Regions from separate parts of the Sorghum bicolor genome. Here region 2 is linked to region 1. Evidence: chromatin contacts called from public HiCAR-type data. All regions are on one chromosome and are shown on one strand. The core of a region is the stretch at or near the end of the contact, and the rest is flanking DNA. Distances in the headings are between cores, read along the strand shown.

What was found. HiCAR-type assays count read pairs that join an accessible place to other places.
Region 2: a HiCAR-type map of leaf shows a contact between it and region 1, with 5 times the contacts expected there. The contact joins the promoter of LOC8072020 here to the promoter of LOC8072012 in region 1. A contact is called at or near these places in 1 of 4 Hi-C or Micro-C datasets (leaf mesophyll) and 1 of 1 datasets of contacts at active chromatin or transcription factors (leaf).

Annotation. Positions count from the first base shown.
Region 1 is chr6:40,077,879-40,085,139 of Sorghum_bicolor_NCBIv3, forward strand. It overlaps LOC8072012, which reads right to left and starts at 2,487. Exons shown (of 13, transcript XM_002447676.2): 1 at 2,203-2,487; 2 at 1,968-2,093; 3 at 415-512. The coding sequence starts at 2,395.
Region 2 is chr6:40,217,044-40,224,304 of Sorghum_bicolor_NCBIv3, forward strand. LOC8072020 (protein enabled homolog) reads left to right here and starts at 2,551. Exons shown (of 4, transcript XM_021462720.1): 1 at 2,551-3,819; 2 at 4,107-4,157; 3 at 4,379-4,451. The coding sequence starts at 3,005.

The DNA.
Region 1 (7,261 bases), core at 1,237-3,736:
TTTCACTGTGTTTGGGACAAACAGGCTTTAGGTTATCATTAGCAGCACATCAACAGTGAAGTTCAGAGCAAAAACATAACCAAACTTTAATGTACAGTGTCAATAACATGTACATACAATATACATAATCAAAGTTTATCTTCATTTAAAAAGTGAAACTTTGCACTCAATACACTGAAAGTAACTCTGTCAGTTATAACCAGCAAATCAATCACAAATCTGCAGCATATGTGTCATATTTCTTTTGCAACAAAGTGGTACCTGCTATCTGCAAAATTATAACAGCAACTTAAAATATCTACGCATTACAGTGAAACAATAGCTCCAACACATGATGCCTCAAAACTTGAGTAGACTTTCATTCCAGTAAGACCACTACATCATGATAACATCCTTGTTAATTTGAGTTATAACCTGCCTAAGATCAGCTGTTGTTATTATGTCGAAATCTTTTGGCGTCTTCTTCATTATAAGATCACGAACACAACCACCAACAAGGTACACATCATATCCTGCACAAAAAGGTGAAACATATCAACAAAACCAGTAATGCAATGAACGAGCAACAGCAAAGGATACTCAAGCACCTAACTAGAAGATGAGAGAGAGGGAAATACAATGGAATTGAAATATCATACATATTTGATTAGCTGTATTAATCGACTAATAGCACCAGATAGGATACAAATATGGTTTTGCATTTCTATCCAATTAGTCATTTCTCCTGTAATCACATTTATATCTTTCACAAAATAAAGTAGACCATACATGTTTCACTCTGAAATGTGATTTTATCCAAACTACTACAATTTGCTTGCAGAAGCAATAGATACATCTGCTGCAGTATAGATAATAGATTTTTTTTTCTATTCTAGTTAAGTAAAATGCAACTATTATCTGTTGCCCTACTAAGACCTTTTCAGCATCCCTGATATCGTTCATGCGCACAGTCCTATCCCTAGTAGCAAAGGCGGAAGACGTGCATCAAATCAAAGAATCAGGAACAACTCTATATGTTGCTCGTGAGCCACCAAGTACCAGTCTCACAACAGTACTGGCGTTAAGGATCGGTCCTTCACTTGTGGATCATTCTCAAGTCGAACTCGCTCTCTTGCCACGCTTTTGACACACGAACTCGGGGCCAAAGCAATTGTTTGTCTTGCATTGCAGCAATCAAACCAAAATCAAGTATTGAAGTTGAAACACTTCTTTTATTGGTAGCCTAGCTCCCAAAGCTGTTCCAGTCCCTGCCCATCCCTTTGTGGCAGAGCGAGCGCCTTGACTAAGATAGATTGACTCTTTCATTATTGCAGCCTATTCTAGTTCCAATTGTGTTTGAGGAAAACCCCCTTAGGCATCAATGGAACTGTGATATAGGAGTTCAAAAACCTCATTTTGTTTGAGAGATAGTAAAATTTCTTCTTTCAATTGGAATTGAAATATCACACACATCTGATTAGCCATATTGATCGACTACTAACACCCAACAGGATACAAATATGGTTTTGCATTTCCCTATCCGGTTAGCCATTTCTCCTGTAATCACATTTACATCTTTCACAAAATAAAGTATGCATACATGTTTCACGAAATGTGATTTTATCCAAACTACTCAAATTTGCTTGCAGAACCAATAGATACATTCTGTTGCAGTATAGTCTATAGATAATAGATTGTTTGTTTTCTAGTCTAGTTAAGTAAAATGCAACTGGTATCTTTGATTCTAAATATTTGGGGCTATGAGTTGAGTGTTCAATTCAGTCAGCATTTGTTCCGACATTTGAACCATAACTAGTATAATTGAGTTTACTTATAAACGGATGAGCCCTCACCCAAAGGGCTGAAGCCACTAGTTCAATCGCAGGATCTCGGACTGAAATCCAACTCCAACAATGACGTTTCAGGATCAGGCACAAGCACAACAACAAACCAAAACGCTAGCAGTGTCATCGGGGTGGGGGACGCACCTCTGCTGCGGAGGCGGTGTAGTACGTTCCAGGCCTCTGCGGGGATCATGGACTCCTTGATCCCGAACCGCTTGGCACTGACCTTCTTCCACTCCGGCCCGTCCAACCCCTCCGCTCCCGGCGCACCTGCAGAGAATGCCCAGCGCCCACCAGATAAAGAAGAGCAAACCCTTGGGGGGTAGCATTTGGCCGTCACCACTGGACCGACAACGAGAACGGCGGAGGGGAGACTTACCGGCGGATGCGGGGGCGGTAGATGGGGTGGAGGAGTCGGAGGGCGAGGGCGAGGGCGAGGAAGGGGGCTGGGACGGGGACGGTGCGCGGCGGCGGCGCCGTGGGGAGGCGAGCGCCGCGAGTGGGGATGGAGCCAGGCGGCCGGGCCGCGTGAGCGAGCCGAGCCACCGCAGCTCCGGCGAGCGCAGGGCCATCGCGACCGGGACGGCGCGAGCGGGGTGGAGGCACGCAGCTCGCACGCGACGCGAGCGGCGGAGGGTGGTGGATAGGAAGAGCTGGCTGCTGACGGCGGCGAATATGCCAAATCCTCCTCCGCTACTTCTTTCCATTCTTGCTTCTATCGGCGGGCTGCTTTGTGGCCCATGGGCCGTAGCGTCCTCTCATTCGTACCATCAACCTACCCATATATGGGTTGTAGTTTTTTTTTTTTTCCTTTGGTCTCTCTTTAATTTTTGATTGATGATATGGGTGATGGGCAGTACCTCATCCATTTCAAATTATAAGATATTTTGATTATTCTATATTCATAACTTCCGTGTGTATGACGATGTCCTCGTGTTAAGCGGTTCTGTTTTGGAAGTTTGCTATGCTGAAGTGTAAAATCTAGTTGATATAATAAGAAAAAATGCTTACTTTGCACTACTACATAAAAAAGAATAGATAATTATTTTTGAGTAAAATGCTCAAATCAATGCCAAACAGAGTCTTTAGGTCAAATGTTGCTCTCATTCTTAAAAATTGAGGTGCCACTGAATTCACATGTCCATTATATTTGCAAGCAGCACACCTGCAGCATTTTGATCGCTAATGTATGATAGAAGATACTTCTTGGATCTAGATTACAAAATGTTTATCAAATCAATGCAATCATGTGTTCAATGTATAACTCATCCATACTTGTTGGACTTTCAGATAAGGGAACAATGAAAAACTAAAACCTCCTTTTGCTCCACTAGGAGAAATATTTTTTTCACCCATCAAATATATTTGTGAGATCAACGACAAGAGGGTCGTCTTAAGTCCAAACATAGCAGTGTGATTTTTCTTCTCTATATACTATTAAAAAGCGGCAAATGTCCAAATCTACCCGGCAGGACCAAAATCTCCACTGTATGGTACGCCACTACAATCTCTTCCTCACCCTGCCGTTATGTCACTTCCAGAATAATTATTTTCTCGCACCTTGCAACACGCCACTCCCCGCCTCCCCGACAATTGTTTAGCCTCCCTCTTGTGCCCGCGAAAACAAATTCGCGGCCCCAGCGCTGATGCTGCCCTTGCATCATAAACTCGGACACGTGTTGCCGCATACGCTCCGCCATCTCCACAAACTACCTGAGGAAAAAAGTCTTTGCCCCACCGTTGGATGCTACGTCACCGCCACCGTCAATGCAGATGCGCCATCAGAGACCCCGCCGCCTCGACACCGCTCGACGCTCCGTTGCCTCCACAAACTGCCTCGTTGACGCCACCAGACCACCCCTGCCTCGTCAACCCATATACTGTCGCCACAGGCCAGCTACGGGCAGGCGACGAGCGCGCAACTGGTATGCCACCCCTTCTCTTCGGATCTCATCTTACGTCGAGCTCACCGTTGTGGCACCTCTTATGTAGATTACCTGTGCTGCTAGCTTAACTTGACTCAGCTTGGAGCCTCCCTCTACTAACCACAAAGTACTCGGTGGGTTTGTTGTATATTATTTTGTGAACTTGAGAGTTTCATATAACAATAAAATTTGGTGTAGTTGGGTGCTTCAAACATTTTTTTTGTGATGTTTAGAGATTGAAGAACCGAAGAGACTTCTTCCAGTTCAGATCTTCTATTCAAAAACAAGAAAAAGGTATTTATGTTATTATGACAAATATGTCACCACTAAAAAGATGTTTATTCCACTGCTCACTACCTGGCAATGGATTTAGACTTTCAGATATTTAATTCAGTCTTTCAGACATCATTCAGTCTCTTTGATTAAAGGAGCTAATGCCTTTCATATTTAGAAATGAGCTCGGACAACAAGGCATCAGCTGGAGGGCGCTGAACAAGGACAAACTGATGCCTGGTATAGTTTTAATTTCAATTTGGGTGCTGTCATGTTCTCCTATCAATGCATGCTTGCTCTTTCTTTGGCAGTTATCTAAGAGTTTGTTTGGTTTTTCTTGCTAAATTTTAGCCAACTGAAACTATTTTAGCTACTCTTGGCTAACTAGTGGAACTAAAGTACTTTAACTCTTTTTTTAGTCAGTGTATTTGGAAGTTTAGCTACTAAAGTGACTAAAATTTAGTTGGTTACAATTTAGTAGGGAGAACTAAACAGGCCCTAAGTCTCTATTCAGGAGCTGGAAGAAAAGGCTCAAGGTCACAAGCTAGTATCCTTTAAAATCTGTTTGCCCAATTATTTTGTTACTAATCTAATATAAGATATCACACGGCCCACCTCTTGAATTTTTACTATAATCTTGTCTAGAAGACTCCATCCCATGTGCAATAAATCAATATTTTGTTAAGTTCGTAAACTTATGCGTACTGATATGATGATATTATTTTTAAGACGTACATTGTTCATAGTTTGATCTAAGATAAATATATTTTGATTCTTATATGCTTGATTTATTTACAATAAACATACTTCATTGTTCAAACAGTATATATGCACTACTGGATACTGTGAGTTATGTCAAACAGCACATGGGCCTTGTTTAGTTGGTGAAAAATTTTGGTTTTGGCTACTGTAACACTTTCGTTTGTATTTGACAAATATTATCTAATCATGGATTAACTAGGCTCAAAAGATTTGTCTCGTAAATTATAGATAAACTATGCAATTAGTTTTTATTTTCATCTATATTTAGTGCTCCATACATGTGCTTAAAGATTTGATGTGATAAGGAATCTCGAATTTTTTTTAGGAACTAAACAAGGCCCATGGTTGATGTGCCCTCCGAAAATCACTCGTTTGTCTCCGAAGAGCAATATATTATAATATAATCTACGTACTTCAGGATGTAGAGGTGGCATGATTTGTTAACAGGCCCAATAATCCCGCTTGCTCCATTCGTATCTGGGCCAGGCCTCCAAGCTCCAAGCCCAGCTGGCTACTCCTCATCAATCAAATCAAAAGTCAAAAAAAGAGGGACAAGGGCTTCGTCATTAGCTGCACCTGCACATACAACCTTTTGGAAGAGCAGAATACTATACTACTAAAAACAAACAATAAACGCCGTGTAGCATCTTTTTCCGAGACATGCATGCATGCCCATGCATGCAAAGCTGGTGATCATGGTTATATGGGGCACATGTGGGTCCCGTACGTACGTACTCATCCCGTTCCATGTACACACATAGTACACATTTTTAAAAGAGATGAGAGATATATACTTAATAACATAGCCCTAAATTACAAGACGTTTCAAGAATCTTAAAGAGTCAAAATATTTTAAATTTAACTTAAATTATCGAAAAAATTATAATAATTTGTAACATCAAATAAATATATTATAAAAATATAATTAATAAAGAATTTAGTGATACTTAGTTAATATTATAAATATTATTATTTTATTATATGAATTTAGTTAGACTGAAAGTATTTTGAGAGCCTGTTTGGTACAGCTTACAACAGCTTCATGAGCTGTTGTGAGCTGTTTTTTTTGCCAAACACTTATTTCCAAAACAGCTTCATGGGTGAAGCTGTTTTTCCCCTCCTCTCACAAATACATAAGTTGGATGAAGCTGGAAAAAAGTAGCTTATTGCAGCTTCTCCCTCATTTCTCTCTCTCAACTATGTATGAAGTAGTTGGTGAAGCTATTTTGCCAAACACTTTTTCCAAAACAGCTTAGCTTCATCTAGAAAGTCACTCATGAAGCTATTTTCTAAAAAAACAGCTTTACTAGTGAAGTTGAGCTGTGCCAAACAAGCCCTGACTTGTCAAGATTTTTGGATTGTATAATAATTTGGGATCGAGCAAGTACTAGCTAGCTGCAGGCTGGCCGGGGCAACACTGCAAATGTATATATAGTACTCATGCATGGGCCATGCACGCAAGCATCTTTTGGCCTAGCTAGCTCCGCTTTTGTGTACTACACGACCACACGACGCACGGTCAGTGAGAGTGATGCATCGTCTCTTATGAAAATGAGACGCACTTTGCGCCATTTTTTTTCCATGCATGCAGTGATGACCTATGATGACGATGCGTCAAGGCTTAGTGGGGGAATTCTGGTGTGTGTGATGTCCCTCGCTATATATGTGTGCCTCTTAGCTTCTTTTTCCTGCGCGCTCACCATTTGCATATTTGCAGTGCATGCCTGCGTGCATGTGTCTACTACTATACCATACCGTATATATATACGCATGCAGCATAGCATGCATGCATGCAGTGCCTGTGTCTGTCTATTGGATGGATGGATCATGGATCAGAATCACCAGCCAATATATATATATCGATCTGCAAAAATATAATGTCAGGGCAAGTATAGTAGAACGCGTAGGGTTTCTTTTATGCATGTCTGTCGTCTCTGCCTGAAACGTGTCCGCCAGCTTTACACCTTAACATGATTGAACGTTAGTTTAGGGTTCTTTTGTAGTAATTGCATATTGTAGCATCCACATCAGAAGGCACTACATACTGGTACGGTTTTATTCCTTGTCCAGTGTGCACGCGCGCTCATCTCTCTCTCTCTCTCTCTCTCTCTCTCTCTCTCTCTCTCTCTCTCTCTCTCTCTCTCTCTCTCTCTCTCTCTCTCTCTCTTTTCCCAGCTCTATTTGTTTACCAATTAATTTGCGAGATCGGTTTCTTTTCGGTACGACGTCTGACAGGACTTTCATAGTTTCATGTGTGTGTTCGTTCTTGAATCTTAAGCATGCATGCATGTCACACTCTGTCTCACTCTCCTTCAGTCGTTTGCACCAATGGAGGAGGATCGATAGTTATGACCACAAGGGGGGCCATGCGCCCATGCGTAGATGCCCTCCAGGCCGCCCCACTAATTAACTTTGCAGATTACTTCGAAGTTACAGAGCATGACCATGAAGAGTAGGTTTCGCTAACCTGTTTTCTGG
Region 2 (7,261 bases), core at 1,301-3,800, 140 kb after region 1:
CACTTCAACGATCGATTAATTCAACACTGCCAAAATCTCAATCGACGTGGCTTAAACGCCAGCGTTGCATGATCACAAACCAAGGTTAAGGTGCTCTCTGTTGCCATTTGGCAGTCATGTCGCCCTCGGAATTAAGTGAAGAAGCTCCTGTTTTCTCTCAACATTGGTCGATCGGAGTACACGATTCAATTCAGTAGGAAGAACATCACCTTCTCCAAGATCCTAGGCATTATCACAAATTGCCATGCATGGGGGAAGGAAAAGGTTTCCCCTCTTGGGTGCATGCAAGCTAGTAGAACCCTAGCTCGCTAGCTAGCCTGTACTTCATGTCTCTCTTCTAGAGTGACAGATCATGCATGCCTTGATAGTTCATTAGGGCGGGCTAACACACATGTCACTGAATTCTAAGCAAAAAGTTTAAATGCGGCGTGAGTGAGAGACACTCAAAAGATTTATTAAGTGGTGTGGGGCACCGCCATGCCACGGATGCATGATACTCCACGCTGGGAGGTGGTGCTGTGGATCACAATCTATTTAGATTAGTCTTAAGGTCAGTCTCAATGCATAGTTTTATACCACAGTTAGCAAGATTATAAACTAGGTAACCGAGCCACATGAGTTTCATGAGAATGAAACTCTTCTCTAATGTGATGAAATTCTTTTATTTAATGATCATGCCAAGTCAGCAATTTTGCTTATGTGGCACCCTATTTAATGTACAGGATACTTTTATGAAACATGTATTAAGACTAGAGGTAATTTGGACTAAACCTGGCTGGGTCATGCATTTTATTTTATTTTTTTGAGCAAACCTGGTTGGGTCATGCATGCATGCATGTTTTCCTGCTGGGCCACACGGCAACACAAGCTATGATGTGGTCCAGCCCAGTTGCACAAAGGGTTTAGTATGCTTTTGTTATGGCACTTGGTTTATTTCTTATATTTAGCGTTTCTAAACTGATGATACAGGAAACGCATTGCACGTTTAAAATTCCCCTGAAAAATTCTAAGTGGAGAATACAATAGCCGACAGTATATAGAATTAAAATTGTCATTTTGAAACATTATTAATGATCTAGTTGATTTTTGAATGTCGTCCCTACCAACTCAATACAAATGGATTTTTCGCAAAACTAGAATGGGTAGACATAGAAATTAAAATCCTATACCAAACAAAAAATACTTTTAGACTAAAAAAATAGGGATCTTTTGTAAAATATGACCCAATTCGACCATCCTGTCAAGATTCTATCGTTCTGATGATAACGTTGCATTGACACCTTCACCCTCTCGTCTGTTGGTAACACCTATATATATAGTTTAGAAAGTGTGCCATCCAAAATTTATATTCTCACGATTTGAGTTGCCTGGTTTTTTTTTATGCTGCAAAGACATTTGATTTACGGTAAAGCTATATGTCACTTAAGTGTTTCTCCTGTTGTTTGCCCTCGATTTCTTCTTGGCCATCAGATCCAACGGCAGTTCTTCTTAGCCTTGTTTAGTTCCCAAAAATTTTACAAAATTTTTCAGATTTTCCGTCACATCGAATCTTAGACGTATGCATAGAGTATTAAATATAGATGAAAATAAAAACTAATTACACAGTTTGGTCGAAAATGACGAGACAAATCTTTTGAACCTAGTTAGTCCATAATTAGACAATATTTGTCAAATACAAACGAAAGTGCTATTATTCATATTTTACAAAAAATTTTGAAAGTAAACAAGGCCTAAGTTTGGCGGCTTTAGAAATGAGCTTCACGGTATATATATATAGTCAAGCAGCAAAGACTGTGGCAAGACAATTAGGAGCCCTAGCGATGATAGAGATGTCCATAGCTAGAGCTCGCTGCGAAAGCTAGAGCTCGCTGCGAAAAAAAAAGCTGCCACGACCGTGCAAGGTTGCATCTAAACCCTGTGTGGCCGTAGTAGGAATGAGGAAAAAGATGAACATTAAAAAAATTCAAGTGTTCCTCCTATAACACCCGAACCTCTAGTAGATATACTCTTGATTTAATTTACAGGAGTAGTAGTTAAGCCTTAGATCTTGTTTGGATGTAGTCAGATTCGAATCAATCCACGTGTGTTGGACTGGATTGGAGTGGAACTTGAACTAAATTCCATCTCAATTCACTCCAATTGAGATGAATCTGATAACATCCAACAGCTTATGTGTGTCGTGGTCCGATTTCCAGAAAGCGCCGCCACACATCGCAGCAGCGGCGCTCTGAACGGCCACGACGTACGTTGGCCGTGCCGAAAGCAGCAAGGCAAGCAGCTTACACGGCCGCACGGGGTCCCGTACGACCAGCGCAGGGCTGCTCTCGCCGGAGACGACGACGCGACCCGACCCGGGAAAGCAACGCCGCCGGTCACAGGCGGGGCTACACATCATGGTGTTACCACGTAAGCACCTCCCCCCGCCCCGCGGGCTCCACGTACGTCTTCCGCGAAACACCCTGAGGGACGGCGGTTTTGCGTTGCAACCCTCTGCACGGCGGCCCCTGCCGTTCCTTTTGTCCCCGCAGGACCCGGTGGGGGGCCCAATAGTTAGTCCCCTCTCTCTCTCTCTCTCTCGCCGCGTCGAAGCTAGACTACTCCCTCTCCTCCCTATATGTGCGTGCTCGTCTCCGAGGTCGTCGTCTTCTTCTCTCTCTAATATCTCTCCTCCTCCTCCTTGCTGCGGTGCTGCCCCGTGCCATGCTGCTACTGCTCCCTCCCTTGCTCTTCCACCTCTAGCAACTTCTTCCGCTCTTCCCCCCTCCTCCTTCTCTCCCCTCGCATCTCATCTCATCTCAACTCCTGTTGTAGCTAGCCCACACGAGCGGCCGTCGCGTCTGCGCTGCGGTCGGTCGTCGCTATCTGACGCGCGCGTCCCCGCCCCCGCAGCAAGGCGGAGGGGACTCAAGGAGCGAGTAGTGCACGGAGGAGCAAGCGAGGCGGCGCGCGCGCACGCTAGGCCGGGCCGGGCCGGGGCGGATGGCATGAGCCGGCGGCAGCCCGGATGGTCCCGGCTCGGAACCTGCAGCCGCCGCTCCTCCGCGACGCGCATGCCACGCCCTGCGCCGCCGCCGCCGCCGCAGGCCTCGGCGTGACGCCGACGGCGGCTTCGAGCCACATGGCACAGGAGCCCATCGACAAGCACCACAGCGAGCCGTCGACCAAGCCGCCGCCGCCTCCGCCGCCGCAGGAGAGGCAGCAGCAGCAGCAGCAGGCGGACGACCAACACACGCGCCACGCCCACGCCCACAGGGAGCAGCAGCAGCAGCTGACGCTGCGGCCGCTCCAGCCCGCCGGCAGCAGCCACCAGGAGGCCGCGGGCACCAGCGGGAGCAGCAGCGGAGGGAGCAGCGGCAACGGCGGTGCCGGGGACTGGCTCCGGCTCGGCCTCGCCCCGGCGTCCCCCAGCGCCGCAACGCACCCCGGCGTCGCCTTCGCAGCAGACCGCGCGGCGGGGCCGCCGTCGCCGCTGCTGCTGTCGTCGTCGGAACCGCAGCGGCCGCCGCCGCCGCCGCCGCTGCTGTCGTCGCAACGACCGCCGGGCATGGGCTTCCCACCGGGGCCCTTCCTGCACCAGGCCGCGCACGGCATTCCGCAGGCGTCCATAGCCCTGCCCGTGCCGCGCGCCGGGCCGCCCTGGCTGCCGCCGTGGAGCCCCTCCGCGGTGGCGCCACCGCCGCCGCCGTCGCTGATCCCCTTCGGGTTCGGGCACGGCGCGTTCTACACCCCCGGCGCCGGCTCCGGGCTCGACGCGATCAGGGTCGTCCTGCCGCCGTCGGCCGCCGGCGTCTGGTTCGCGCTCCAGGCCGCCCCGCACCAGTGAGTGTTGCACTAGTAGCCATGCGAGCATTTCATGTGTTCATATGTGTGGGCTTCTGTTGTGTTCGTCGTCACCTGTCTCTCTTTTCTTCTATCAATCTCCCTGTCGGTGGATCCGATAAATCCCTGCAAAATGTGGCGTATTCTTAAGGATTTTTTGAATCGCTTATTACTTTTGGCCGTCATTTTGAATTCGATTATTCTCTTCGTCACTTGCTTTTTCTGTTCTCCCAAAAATTAACTTGGAGCATTGTTGGGTTAATTTTCCTTTGGATTGATTCGTGCAGAGGGAGGGAGCCATTCTTGCCTCAGATTCCGAGAAGCTACCTACGGATCAAGTACTATTTATTTCTCATCTTCTTTAATCTGAATTCGATGCATCAATCAGGCATGGCATCCTGCATTTGGATTAGTGTAGGTTTTGTCAATGCTAGCACAAATTTCATTCATGCAGCACAAAATAAAAATCACATGCTGCATCATCTAGCTGCAGGTATTTCTTTTATTATTCTCTGTATTTATTTATAAAACTAATTGACCTTGTGATGCTGTGTTGCAGGGACGGGAGGGTGACAGTCCGGCTGCTGATCAAATACCTGGCCGGCAAGCTTGGATTGGAGGACGAATCAGAGGTGCGGTTTATTCGTATTCTTCATCACAATTCCAATCTCCTTCCTTGAAGCGTTGTTTGGGCTTTTTTCTTGCTTGCTTGCTTGCTTGTACACATGCATGCTTCTCTTTTCGTTGTGTGGTGCTTTTTTTTCTATCTTTATTCCCTTTTTTCCCCTCTCTTCACACACACTTAGCTCCCTCATGGTGCGTGTTTGCCGTCGGCCCCTTGCCTTGCTTTCCCAACATCGGTGATGAAAGGAACTCGAGAGCTAGAAAAGGGACTAGTTGTACCATACAGATGTGGGACTACACACACTTATATGTTTAATATATATGCATATATATATATATATATATATATATATGCGCCCATATTTTCAGTGTGTTGTTTGTATAAAATATATATACATGTACTCATGTTTTAAGTTTGTGTGACAACATCACAACATATGCATACATGTAAGTGAGTGAGTAGTAGTGAGGTCTTGTTCCTGTTGTAGGTGAGGGGTGTATGTCTTGGGGTGGCACATCACCCCCTTCTCTCACCACCACCACCGCCACCACTTGACAAGAGAGTAGCTCTCCTCTCTCTCTCTCCCCTACTAGCTAATCCATCCTAGAGAGAGAAAGGGAGGGGGTTAGATAGATGGTTAGTTATCACTGGCTAGTGATGGACCTTGGCAGCTTGCTGCTCCGTCCCTTGTGCATTTCTGGGTGCACAAAAGCTTTTTGGAGCTGCGTAGTAGTAGTAGTAGTAGTAGCCTTAGGCAGGTAGCTAAGAGCCCCCCATGAACACGCCTTTCTGTTCTTTCTTTTCCTATGCACCTCTAGGCTCAGAAAAATGGCCTGTAAGCTCATCATTGTTCCCGAGCCTTTTCTCCTCCGTTTCGTTCTCTTTTGCTTGTCTCCGTTCCTCCCCTTCTCCTGTGCACCTAGTAGTAGTGCAATGCAATGCCGCAGATGGTGGCGAGCGAGAGCGTGTGTACAAGAACATGCATGCAACAGAGCTACGACAGGGGCTAGCTAAAGATAGCTAGCTGTCTTCATCATCTCATCGTCCATCTATATATCTGTATATATATATATAGGGTACATGAGTACATACCACGTACAGCTAGTGCATCCTCTGCCGTGTTTCTGTATTGTGTGAGCAAAAGTATATTGCGAGCGAGAGAGAGAGAGTCTTGAGCGAGATAGATGGTGCCCTAGAAAGAGCCTCCTTCACCTACCATGCATCACTGAAAGCTATGCGCCATCCTCACCTCTAGCTAGCTAGTAGTAGCTACCTCACCGTATGGCATCAGGAAGAAGCATCAAGTAGGGCTTTCGAGTGTCTTCCCTCTCTCTCCGGCCGTATGCATGTGTGTGTGTGGAGAGAGAGAAAGAGAGAGTGTATGTGCACGAACAGCACCTCCTCTCTCTCTCTCTCTCTCTCACACACACACCATTTCTTGCTGCTCCATCACTGGGGGATGGATCCTTTTCATAATGGCTTGGAGATCTTGCTTCCTTTTCCACTCGATAGGCCTACCTTGCAAGCCTGCATATGCTCTCTCAGCAACTGCAATGATAGGCTTCTTTTTGTTCAGGACTACACGCGCATGTATATACATACTTACACGCATGACCGTAACTTTGTTTTCTTTTGATTGTCCACATTTGCACTACCATATATATAATACACTTTTCTTCCAAAAATATATACATGCCTGCCTGGCCTTTTTCACTTGCCTAGCTCTATTGTTTCGTCTCCTCGTCTCAGTGTTGATCAATAATCTCATGCAAAGTGAAAACATGAATGAATGAATAATTGTCATATGCACGGAATCTCCTTTCTTGTAGATTAAACCATAAATACTTCTACCTGATAGTGCTACTATATATATAGCTAATATATACCTGCACACACAGCACAGCTACCGGAGAAGTAGAGATGCCATACCCAATGATGAAAGGCCAGCTAACTTTTCAGGTGGCTAATGCGCTTGCTATTGTGCAATGTACGTATCCGACCTTAGAAAAGAGTGTCGTTGGTGTAGACGTATAAGCAACAATTAGATATGAAAGATGCGTATAGATACAAAACATATATATATATATATATATATATATAATAACTATAGGTACGGGCCTGCACGGTGTATATGTATGTGTGGATAATTAATCTATATGTGTGGAGGAATTGATGGGCTAACCACAGGTCTGAAGCTTAAGTACGTAGTATTATCTTATACTTGAGTGCCAAATATATATAATATACTTGTTCTAATGTGTGTGTCAGACTGGCAGTTCATATAAGTATACATGACTGTACGTACATGCATTCACCAGTGACTTTCAGTCGGGTCCTAAGAAGCTTGATTCACAAGATTATTAATTGAAATTAGTGTTCAGTTAAGCTGTATAAATTAAGGTACAAACAATCAGAGTAAAAGACCCTGTAAGTAATGCCTAGTACTAGTAACTGAATCCAAGTGATTACTGATTCGATTTTTTCTTTTCTGAGGAATTATTAGTAGCTCTCTGTGCAATCAAGGTATCTTATAGAGAAAGTGAAAAAAAGGCTCAGCTCAATGAAATTATTGTTTATCCAAGCTAAATGTCAGGGGCTTAATTAAAATTTTGATCATCTGTCAATTACATAATGAACAAAGATGGCATGGTTCCTCAAAACACATAGATGTAAAATTTGCTCACATTTTTGTATATTTTTCAAGTTCTGAATTAAACGCCATGCAAAAGTCTGAGATAAGTTAATCTTTATTATTTTAGTTTCCTAGCTAGGTCAGCCATAGCTCCAAAGAAAAACGAATATAATGCAATAATAAAT